3 separate regions of the Mus musculus genome follow, and all the other regions are linked to region 2. A link is a contact called in public HiChIP or PLAC-seq data. All regions are on one chromosome and are shown on one strand. The core of a region is the stretch at or near the end of the contact, and the rest is flanking DNA. Distances in the headings are between cores, read along the strand shown.

Region 1 (3,137 bases), core at 567-3,066, 360 kb before region 2:
CGTTTACTTGGGGTATGATACACTCCATACCTTACTGTCTTAGCCTGGATGCTACAGAAGTGCTTTTCTTACTCAGCAAACAAAAGGAGAACAACATTTCTTCTTATCCTGGATGTTCTCTGACCTTAAAATGCAAGAAAGGGAGGTTGTTTGACGCACATTGTTTTTGACATGTGTTGTTATGATACATTCATTTTAGCAAAAATTTATAAAATGCTTTTTCTTTAGATTAAGAGGACAGTTAAGCAAGTAAGAATGGGCAGAGATGTGTCTGGAAGTTGTGACATCTCCAGAGTGTTTAGTGCTCCTTTGTGTAAATTGGGGAGTCTTAACTGTAACCTTTACAAGTAGTGCTTTACTTTCAGATTTTATGGGATTCATTGGTGAATAAAAGATGCTTGAATTTTATGTTTATTATTGAATAATTAAGTAAGAGAGCTTTCTGTTTTAATGGTCTGTCTCAGAAATGAGAGGGGTACGTGAATTAACAATTGATTCTGAATAATTTATGCAAAGGTGGCCTTTGTAGGAAATGTATTAACTAGGGATGCCTACCCAGGATTGTTTTAAAGTATTTCTTTCACTTTTTGGTACACACCTGTAGTCCTGGCACTTGGGAAGCTGAGGCTGAAGGAACAACTTGATCCTGGTACTTTGAAATCAAGCTAGACAACACAGTAAAATCTATCATATCTATTCTCAACACACAGGCACACAGGCACACAGGCACACACACACACACACACACACACACACACACACACACACACACACATACTCTACACCCTAGATCTCCCCCAATGCACATTCCAGAATTCAGTAATTTTAATGTAGGATGGCAGTCGATCTTTATATGCTAATTTATTTTTCTCTAATGTGGTGAAAGTAACAAAAGTATCTCCATAACAGATAGGCTTAGACTTAAGTCAAATAATGCAGTTTACTCTGCCAGGCGCATGGAGCCCAGGCATAGTTGTCTTCATTGTCATCGCGGTGGAATTCTGTTTTTGCAGTGTTCTGAAGGACTCTGAAGGATTCAATGATTTCCCTAATTTTAAGAGAGAGGAAAAACATTTTTGTAAGTGTCTTTGAGGATTTGAAACCAGAGTTTAGTCACAGTTTGTTATGTTTTTGTTCGTTTGTTTGTTTGTTTTGTTTTTAGTGGTGTTGAGACTATGAATAACACCAGCTTTCGGGAGAACCTCCAGGCTCTCTGGGATTTATTTTATTGTCACCAACTTCGGATTTTGTGTTACCCTTCTTCCTAAGATGGTTAAAGCCAGTAAATCATTTGAGGAGTCTCAGAAGATCATTGTGACAGCAGTTTTCATCAGCGTCAAGTGACCAGGGACTAATCAATAAAAGTTTTTTTTCCCCCTTGGCACGGTTAGTAATCATTTAGAAATGATTTTGATGGGATATATAAGTGAAAAGCATTCAAACAGATTAGGCCTGATACTAAATGAGAGAGAGTGAGTGTTGAAAATGTGGCATGTGGGGAGACCTTGAAAAGTTGTTAACTTGAGGAAGGGAAATATCAATATCTCTGTGGTCTTTTAGGAACAAAAAACATCTTTTGCTGAGAGCCTAGAGTTTGAGCCAAAATATAAAGTGACCTTGGAGGCTGGCTGGCTCACCTTCCAGTTTCCTAGGGAGAGTCAGTCACTGCCTCTGCCTGATCATGGCCAGCAGAGCATTTAGCAGTGGGAAGTAAGGAAATGATGGCCAGAGCGAGGAATGACTGTTGTTTCTCAGCAGCAGATAGGCACACAGCTCCTGGTGAAATGATTCAGCAGTTTAGAGCTGAGAGCTGAGAGACCTTGGTTAACACGCGGGGAGTCGGGGCCCAGGAGGGGCCGCTCTGATGGAATCCTTCTGGGGCCACTCTATTCCCTTTGCTCTGAATCACAAATGGCTGCTCTTGCCAGTGCTCACTCTGAATCCTACCCTCAGAGGTCCTGTGCTATTTGGAAGGTTTTAGACAGCAGCTGGTTGAAAATGTAGGCGCCTCGGTGTGGGAAGCGGAGAGGGCAGCGGTTGCTTCATCTGCCGCATCAGTATGAAAGGCACCTCCGTCGGTTAAAGCTGCTGAGGTTATTCGTTTCCACTTTCATTCCTGGACAAAAACAGGCCTCTTGTCTGGATCTTTTCTTTTTAATGATTTCCATGAAAAGGCTTTTATCCAGGCTCTGACATGACTGTCAGAATACACATTTCAATGTGAGAGTGCTTAAAAGGCTATTGATATTCCCCCGTGGAAAAGAAAAGTACTTAAAAAAAATCCATCTATCCTTATACAAGTTAACCCTATCACCTCCTTTCTTTTCTCTCCTCCCCTCTCTTCCTTCTCCCCCACCTTCTTCCTCATTCCCTTTCTTTTCTCATTCTCTTTCAGGTTAAAGCCACAGTCTTAGTCTGAGCCGTGCATGTCCCCCATCTCCCATGAGCTGTCACTTTGATACATTGATGGCTCTGATGAGTTTAGAATCGAGGATACTGAGTAAGGAGGAGATAAGCTTACTTTTACCTGATGTTACTGTTGAGCTTCCGCAAACAGGCTGTTGCTTTGGAATCTTAGGTTCATTTCTCTTTCCTCTGGGTGTATCTTGGCTATGTGAGCAGAGTAAATGGTCGGTATCTTAGAAATGCTAGAGACAACAGGAGTGGCATGAAGCCTTCATGAACTGAAGCAGTTTGCCATGAGCTTATGAGGTGTTAGTGGGGACTCAGGTTCAAGTTAGATTGCTATGCTATGTAATCAAAAGGGTTCTGAAGCAAGGAAGGAATTTGATAAGGTTTTGATTAATTTATAGGTGTGTGAACATGGCTTGTCAGCTTAGTAGATTTGCTATTGTGGTGGGAAAAGGTTGTATCTGCTAACTCCTCTCTCTTCATTGCTTTCTTGTTCCCTTAAGTGTGATGGTTTTACTCAAGGGGAAGAGCACAAGCAGTGACATCCGTGGCAGCAATGGAAGGAAGCTTTCAGGATGAGTGACACTGTTGGCCTTTGTTTCTCCACTGTGGTGGTGATGCTCCTGTCACTCCCCACCCTCCCCATTTACCTCCAGCTTTCAGCAGAATCTCGGAGTGATGGAGGTCATCAGAACAGCTTTCTCAGATTCCTTTTGTTTTTCTCA
Region 2 (3,070 bases), core at 537-3,036:
GCAAGGTGGTCCAGCCACAAGGTCTCAAGCTGTTGTTGAGACAGCTTGTTCCTTCCTTGCAGAGGGGCCTCCTCCAGGGTGAGGGCTCAGCTACACGGCCTCCTTGGAACTCAAAGATAACTTTCTATGTGAGATCCTAGGAGGTGGGTCTTATCCTCAGAAGCCGTAGGTCATCACTCTGCATTGTAGGGACATCATTGATTCACAAGAGCGAGGCCACACAGCAAGGACACCAGGAGGGGAGGCCTTGAAGACACATCTTGGAGGATGGTCACGACATAGTGAAGGCAAGAGATAACAGACACCCTCTCCAAACCCCACTCCCAGCCACACCCCAAAATCCCAACCTCATGCCCACCCCTACCCTAAGAGGGTCACTTCAAGGGAGGAGAAGGAAATGACAGAAAACACTAGCTATGCTAAAGTAGAGAAGATACTTTTTAAATGTGAAAGTTTACTACTAGAAAAGTTTAAAAGGCAGGATGTGTGCAGCAGGAAAACAAATGAGCAGAGCATTGGCTCAAGGCTTTCTAAGACAAAGGAAAAGCATAGAGAACCTGGGCAACAGGTTTGCACACCAGGGGGACAGATGTGGGGTGTGTGGAGGAGAGTCAGGCACTGCTAGAGTGGGGAGCCCTCTGCACAGAACCCTCCCTGAGCTTCTGTGAGGTCCTGGGTTCAATCCCCAGGCTTCAAAGAAGAAGGAAAATGGCAAGAGGCAAAGAGAAGGAAGAGGAGAAGGAAGAGGAGAAGGAAGAGGAGAAGGAAGAGGAGAAGGAAGAGGAAGGACAGGCTGGAGAAGAGGAGGAAGAAGTACAGGAAAGGGGGAAGGCCCAACTAACAAATTATGTATTTATTGAGCTCATTGTAAGTCAAATACCAATGGAGGTTTACATTTTTCATTTAAAGTTTCTACCTGAAATTGTATCTAAACACTTTTATAGGGGCCTGAGAGATGGCTCAGCCCTTTAGAGTGCTCACTGATCTTGAGAGGACCAGAGTTGGTGTCCAGTGGCTCAGAAGCTCCAGCTGCAGGGGATCTGACACCTCTGGTCTCTAAGGGCACCTGCACTCCTGGGTACATATGCATACATAGCCATAGACTTAAAAATAATACAAATAAATAAATATTTAAAATAGCCACTATTCTTCCCCTGTCTCACTCCCTTTCTTCCATTTTTGAGACAGAGTCTCTCTGTGTAGCCCTGGCTGGCTTGGAACTTGCTATGTAGACCAGTCTGGCCTCAAACTCAGAAAGTCGCCTGCCCTGCTTCAGGACTGCTTCTGATTAAAAGTCTGTACCAGCATGCCTGGCTATTGTTTTCTGATTCTATAATCAAACACAAAATAAAACAAAACCAAACATAAACAAAAACAAGCAAAAATATATCGTATAAAGCAACTTCTCTGATGCAAAGAAAAGTAAAAGCCATCAGATTCAAGGTGCTGAAGCTGGTGTGAGATGACTCGGAGATGCTTAGCTCTATAAAACCTCTTGATCAAGGATGAAAGGAAGCCATCTCAGCAAGAGAGGAAGAGATTTCCTACAGAGAGTCCTGGCCTCTCCAGGACTCAACATTACACACTTGTAACTTCACCATGAATCAACAATCACCATATTTGGATAATCAACCTAATTCTAAAGAATTCTGTACATAGCTATGACATCACTCATATATAGGTCAAGAAAGTGACATTCTTGGACAAGTAAAGGCTTATGTAAACTCCTGAAAAATAATGGTTCCAAGGCTCCACCAGTGAGCTGAGAAGTGAGTCAGACCAAGAACCCAGGACTGGAAGAGGTGGGACAGACAGTAGGGGCATGAGTAACCAGACTGCAGGAGAGGCTAATGTCTACATTGTTCAGAGTCCTGGTTGTAAAATAAAACGCAAACATCAAATGAAATTACTGAAGGAAAAGAAGGGCAGATTCCAGGAATGTGATTATTTGGAGAAGGATGTAAAAAAAAAAATCAATGTGTCCTGGACTCCTATACATTTAAATATGTTTATTCTATCTTGTTTATGTGTTTCTGTGTGCATCTCGAGCCCCAGAAGTGTTCCTAACTGCAGAGCCGTTTCTCCAGACTTCCTATTTAATTCTCGAGGAATGTGTAGGGTACTGTTGGCTTTAGAACTGTGTCTTCTGCAGCTACAGAACTTACAAACCCGCAGAGAAGGAACCAAGGGGAAGCAATTGACTAAGAAACTCATAAAAGTAAGCAAGGAAATGTAAAAGCAGAGAGAGGGAGAGAGATACCAGCAAGCACATCGGTTTCTTAACAAACACACACACATATAAGATGTAAGTGTACAAAAATATAGAACGAGGGGCAGGGACACAGCTACAGAGTGAGTTTACAGCCAGGCTAAGCTACCTGAGATCCTGTGTCAGAAAACTTAAAGTGAGCCAGGTATGTTGACACTTTTAATCCCATGGGAGGCAGAGGCAGAGGCAGAGGCAGAGGCAGAGGCAGAGGCAGAGGCAGAGGCAGAGGCAGAGGCAGAGGCAGAGGCAGAGGCAGAGGCAGAGGCAGAGGCAGAGGCAGAGGCAGAGGCAGAGGCAGAGGCAGAGGCAGAGGCAGAGGCAGAGGCAGAGGCAGAGGCAGAGGCAGAGGCAGAGGCAGAGGCAGAGGCAGAGTAAATCTCTGTGAGTTTTAGGGCAGCCTGGTCTACACAGTGAGCTTCGGGGCAACCAAGGCTACATAGTGGGACCTTTTCTCAAAACAACAAAAATAAAAAGAAATGAAAAGAAGAGAAAACACAGATAAAAAATATTGGTAGTATACAGGGTAGGGTTGAAGGGAAAAGAAGAGGGTGGGGTCTGGAGAGAAGCTCAGGAGCTGAGAGCACTCAGGGGACCCACATTTGGTTCTGAGCACCCACACGACAGCTCCCAATCAACTGTAACTCCAGATCCACAAGGTTCAGTGCCTTCTTCTGGTTTCCCCTGGGCACTGCGTGCACATGGTGTATAGACATACGTGAAGGTAAATTACTAACAAGATAATGTAAAGCACATAAATCAAAAATCAAGAAAGAAGAGTGTTATTGTTTGTTGTTTATAAAA
Region 3 (3,384 bases), core at 52-2,551, 310 kb after region 2:
TCACATCACAAATACTTCCATCTTACCCTTCATCACTATGATGACCGCCACCTCTTCCATCACCCTAACCTCGTTCTCCATCAGCTTCTTCATGTTTCCCATCACCACCATCTCTTCCACCTTCACGACCACGCCCTCCACTGTCATTACCCCATCACCACAAGCCCTATCAACCCCGCTGGGCTTCCGATGTACTCACCAAGATCTCCTCTCTCTCCCACAGTGATCTCCTTCCAAAAGATGTTTTACATGAAATAGTAATACACTCTCTATTCACAGGGTCCATAACCAACCAGATGCTGTGCTGTGGGCCTGGTAATCCCTGTTACTCAGACAGCTGAGGGAGGAGGATTGGTTGAATGTAAGAATGTGAAACTAGCCCTGGGAACCATAGTGAGATTCCATTTAAAAGATGAGAGAGGGAGAAAGGTAAGAGAGAGAGTACGGGGAGAGGTGGTGATGAAGAGGAGTAGGTAACAACATGGAGGAATGAGTCTGTCTTTGAACATATACAGTATTCTTCTGGGAAAGGAAAGGCTAAAAATGATGTCTCCAGTTCAAGCATCCTACATGCAACATGGGAGAGGCAAAGAAATGGAACGGCAAGTCCTTCCTGGGCATTGAGCACCACAGTAGACACTTTATCTTCTTTTTATTTTATTTTATTTTGGTTTCAGATGAGGAATATTACTCCTGTTTTAAATGAAGAAACTGAGATTCCCAGATGCGAAATAACACAGTCAAGGCCACACAATTAATAAGCTGTGGAGCCAAGATTCCAACCCTGTGTGACTTCAAAGTCCATATTCTTTCCATTACACTGTGCTGGCGAGAAGTCCCAAGAGTTTGGTTTAAGCACAATGAGATATAACCAGGCAAAGAAACCCCTTATCTCATGGAGAGCTGGTCCAATGTGGCACCAAGAAGCCCCTCTCCCAAGAGAAAGGACACCAAAGTTCTCTAATGACAAGATCCACTTATGCTCACAGAGCTCACACAGTGCTGAAGGCCCTACCCCAGCAACCTCATGCAGAGCCTCAGCCTTACCACCTCTTCCTGACCCCAGTTCCCAGCGGGGAAGGGAGGGAGCATGGACAACCAGTCCTGGGAATGCCTGGGGTTTGGGGGAACTGGGTTATTTTGGGATTGTTTACATTTGGAATCTTCCTGATCTTTGGTCCCAGAAAAACACCCACATGTTGGAAAGTCTTCCGAGTTATTCACTGTTGGGTTTTTTTTTTCTTCATCTCCTTCGACTTTTTCTTCTTCTTGGATGGAAAAAAAATGTGCTAGTGATTAGTCACAACCTGTGAGGCTGGGCTCTTGACAGCCCCGCTGAGAAGGCAGAGACAAAGAGGCTCAGAGCAGGCCCCCTGGCAGATGCTTCTGGGAAGGAAATGTTCATAGCACAGACCCCCCCCCCCCCGGGCCATGGAGTGGTCTGCTCACCTCTAGCTCCCAGAGGTCCATCACTGCCCAGATGTAGGGCCTTTGGCCGTTCTATTCCAAGCCAGCATCCCAGCATCACTAGGGAGATCTAGCCAGCATGTGTGCTTCAATGAAGCCAGAGGACAGGACCTAGGCAAGTGTGTGTGAAGACAGTAGAGGAACAGGCAGTTGGTGAAAAGGATGCCCAGCCTGTGAGGCGCCGTGCTGAATGAAGGCCTTCCTTGGCCATCCCTGACTTCCACACATCTTAAGACCCCTGGCAGGGTGATCACCAGTTTGGTCTTGTGGACACCCTAGGGGCTAGCTGTCCTCTTGAACTCTTTTTCAAGAAGGTTATGGGTTGAGAGGGACAAAACCGTGTCCACCGAGCCAGCACAAAAGGAGATTGCTCCAGCTAAAGAACTAGGCTTGGGAAGCAGGTCTGGATCCAATTTTAAAATCTAAGGATTGTGAAACATGGCGGGAAGGGGTAATAAAGGGAATCTGGGAGCTCTCCCTTGGTGTGGGTCTTTTAAAGGAGATTTTAAGGCAACTAAGAAAAAAAATCAATTAATACAATAAGCAGCAAGATGGCTTAATGTCAGGGGGTGACAGAAGTACCCCTAGGGTGACTGGAATCTGAGCAAAAAGAATTTTCTTGCCAGGCTCCTGCTGATACAAACAATTTGAGTCATTCCAAAGTAGGATGTCAGCACCATTCTGAAAGCCCAGTCTCCTGTGATTACACTCACACAAAGCACTCCACCCCACCAGGGGAGCCATCTACACACCAGACTCCAGGCTAGAAGCAAGTGTAGCTATGGGCCCCACGAGGACCCCCACAGACCTGAGGCCCACCCTCTGTGGCATATGGCTGACCTCACACATGGGACTTGAAGATCAGGAGAAGAAACAAGAACATGGCCCACCCAGGTTTCACTCTAACCTCCAGAGGCCCCAGCTAGGAACTGCTGTCCCTGGTCAACCCCAGTTACATAGGAGGAGCTACAGCAGACAGAGGACGACACCCCAAGTTAGGGGTCCTTGTTGCCCAGTCTTGGGGAAGTGCCAAGGTCCCTCAACAAATACCTTTTATCTCTGCAGTGGAAGGCACTAGGGAGTGGGCACTGTGCTCAGGCCTGGCTCCAACTTATGCAGATGTATAGTTTTTTTTTTTTTCCCATGGGGGCAAAGTATCTGTCAAAAGAATCGAGAGAAGGGGTGGTTTCTCTGGACTCATAGACCATCATGGAGGAAGGTGCAGCAGCAGGGGCACAAGGCATTATGTTTCAAAACATCCTGTGGACAGTCAGGAAGCAAAGAGAGATGAATGGCAGTGCTCGACTCCTGCCTTAGAATTCAGCCCAGAGCCCCAGGCCATGGGATGGTCCTCCCCATGGTGAAGGTGTGCTCCCTCAGCTCAGTCAACCTGATCTAGATGATCCCTTACAGGCAGAGCTAGGTCTCTATGGTAGTTTGAATTAGAAATGCCCCACATAGGCTCATGGGTTTGAACGCTTGGTCTCCAGTTGGTGGCACCGGGGAGTTAGGGAGCTTTCATAGGGTAGGGCCTTGCTGCAGGAAGTACATAACTGGGGCAGCTCTCAAGTTTATACCATTTCCAGTCACACCTCTCTTTCATGTTTGTGGCTGCCAACGTGGTATCTCAGCTTCCTGCTCTGACTGCCTGCTGTCATGCTTCACCACCGTCATGGACTCTTCTTCTCCAACTGTAAGTCCAAATAAACCAAATAACCCTTTCCTTGGACATACATATCCATATCCATATCCATATCCATATCCATATCCATATCCATATCCATATACATATACATATACATATCCTAATAATAGTATTTTGTCACAGCAACAGAAAGTAACCAGTACAGGGTTCTGGGTGGTTCTAGACCCAGTCAAGGTGATGTTGGCCATTTTCCATGATCTTTAGCCACTTCA

What was found. HiChIP or PLAC-seq counts read pairs in DNA pulled down with a chosen protein or histone mark.
Region 1: a contact with region 2 is called in an H3K27ac HiChIP or PLAC-seq map of the NIH/3T3 cell line, with 7 times the contacts expected there. The contact joins two enhancer-like sites. A contact is called at or near these places in 1 of 15 datasets of contacts at CTCF or cohesin (the NIH/3T3 cell line), 6 of 484 Hi-C or Micro-C datasets (the Ba/F3 cell line, the G1E-ER4 cell line, LSK cells and 1 more) and 1 of 115 datasets of contacts at active chromatin or transcription factors (the NIH/3T3 cell line).
Region 3: a CTCF HiChIP or PLAC-seq map of the NIH/3T3 cell line shows a contact between it and region 2, with 7 read pairs. The contact joins two enhancer-like sites. A contact is called at or near these places in 1 of 15 datasets of contacts at CTCF or cohesin (the NIH/3T3 cell line), 3 of 484 Hi-C or Micro-C datasets (embryonic stem cells and liver) and 2 of 115 datasets of contacts at active chromatin or transcription factors (embryonic fibroblasts and embryonic stem cells).

What each region holds. Positions count from the first base shown.
Region 1 is chr6:84,922,705-84,925,841 of GRCm38.p6, reverse strand. The region is part of intron 6 of Exoc6b (exocyst complex component 6B); the gene reads left to right. Among named protein-coding and RNA genes, the nearest start is that of Exoc6b, 150 kb to the left of the region's middle. Within about 2 kb of position 1,816, at least 99 of the 459 cell types and tissues checked have an H3K27ac peak or open chromatin away from gene starts, as enhancers often do. A contact at or near this core is called in the NIH/3T3 cell line, where this site is marked.
Region 2 is chr6:84,560,042-84,563,111 of GRCm38.p6, reverse strand. No RefSeq gene overlaps it. Among named protein-coding and RNA genes, the nearest start is that of 4930504D19Rik, 26 kb to the right of the region's middle. Within about 2 kb of position 1,786, at least 11 of the 459 cell types and tissues checked have an H3K27ac peak or open chromatin away from gene starts, as enhancers often do. A contact at or near this core is called in the NIH/3T3 cell line and embryonic fibroblasts, where this site is marked.
Region 3 is chr6:84,245,043-84,248,426 of GRCm38.p6, reverse strand. No RefSeq gene overlaps it. Among named protein-coding and RNA genes, the nearest start is that of Gm10445, 180 kb to the left of the region's middle. Within about 2 kb of position 1,301, at least 37 of the 459 cell types and tissues checked have an H3K27ac peak or open chromatin away from gene starts, as enhancers often do. A contact at or near this core is called in the NIH/3T3 cell line and embryonic fibroblasts, where this site is marked.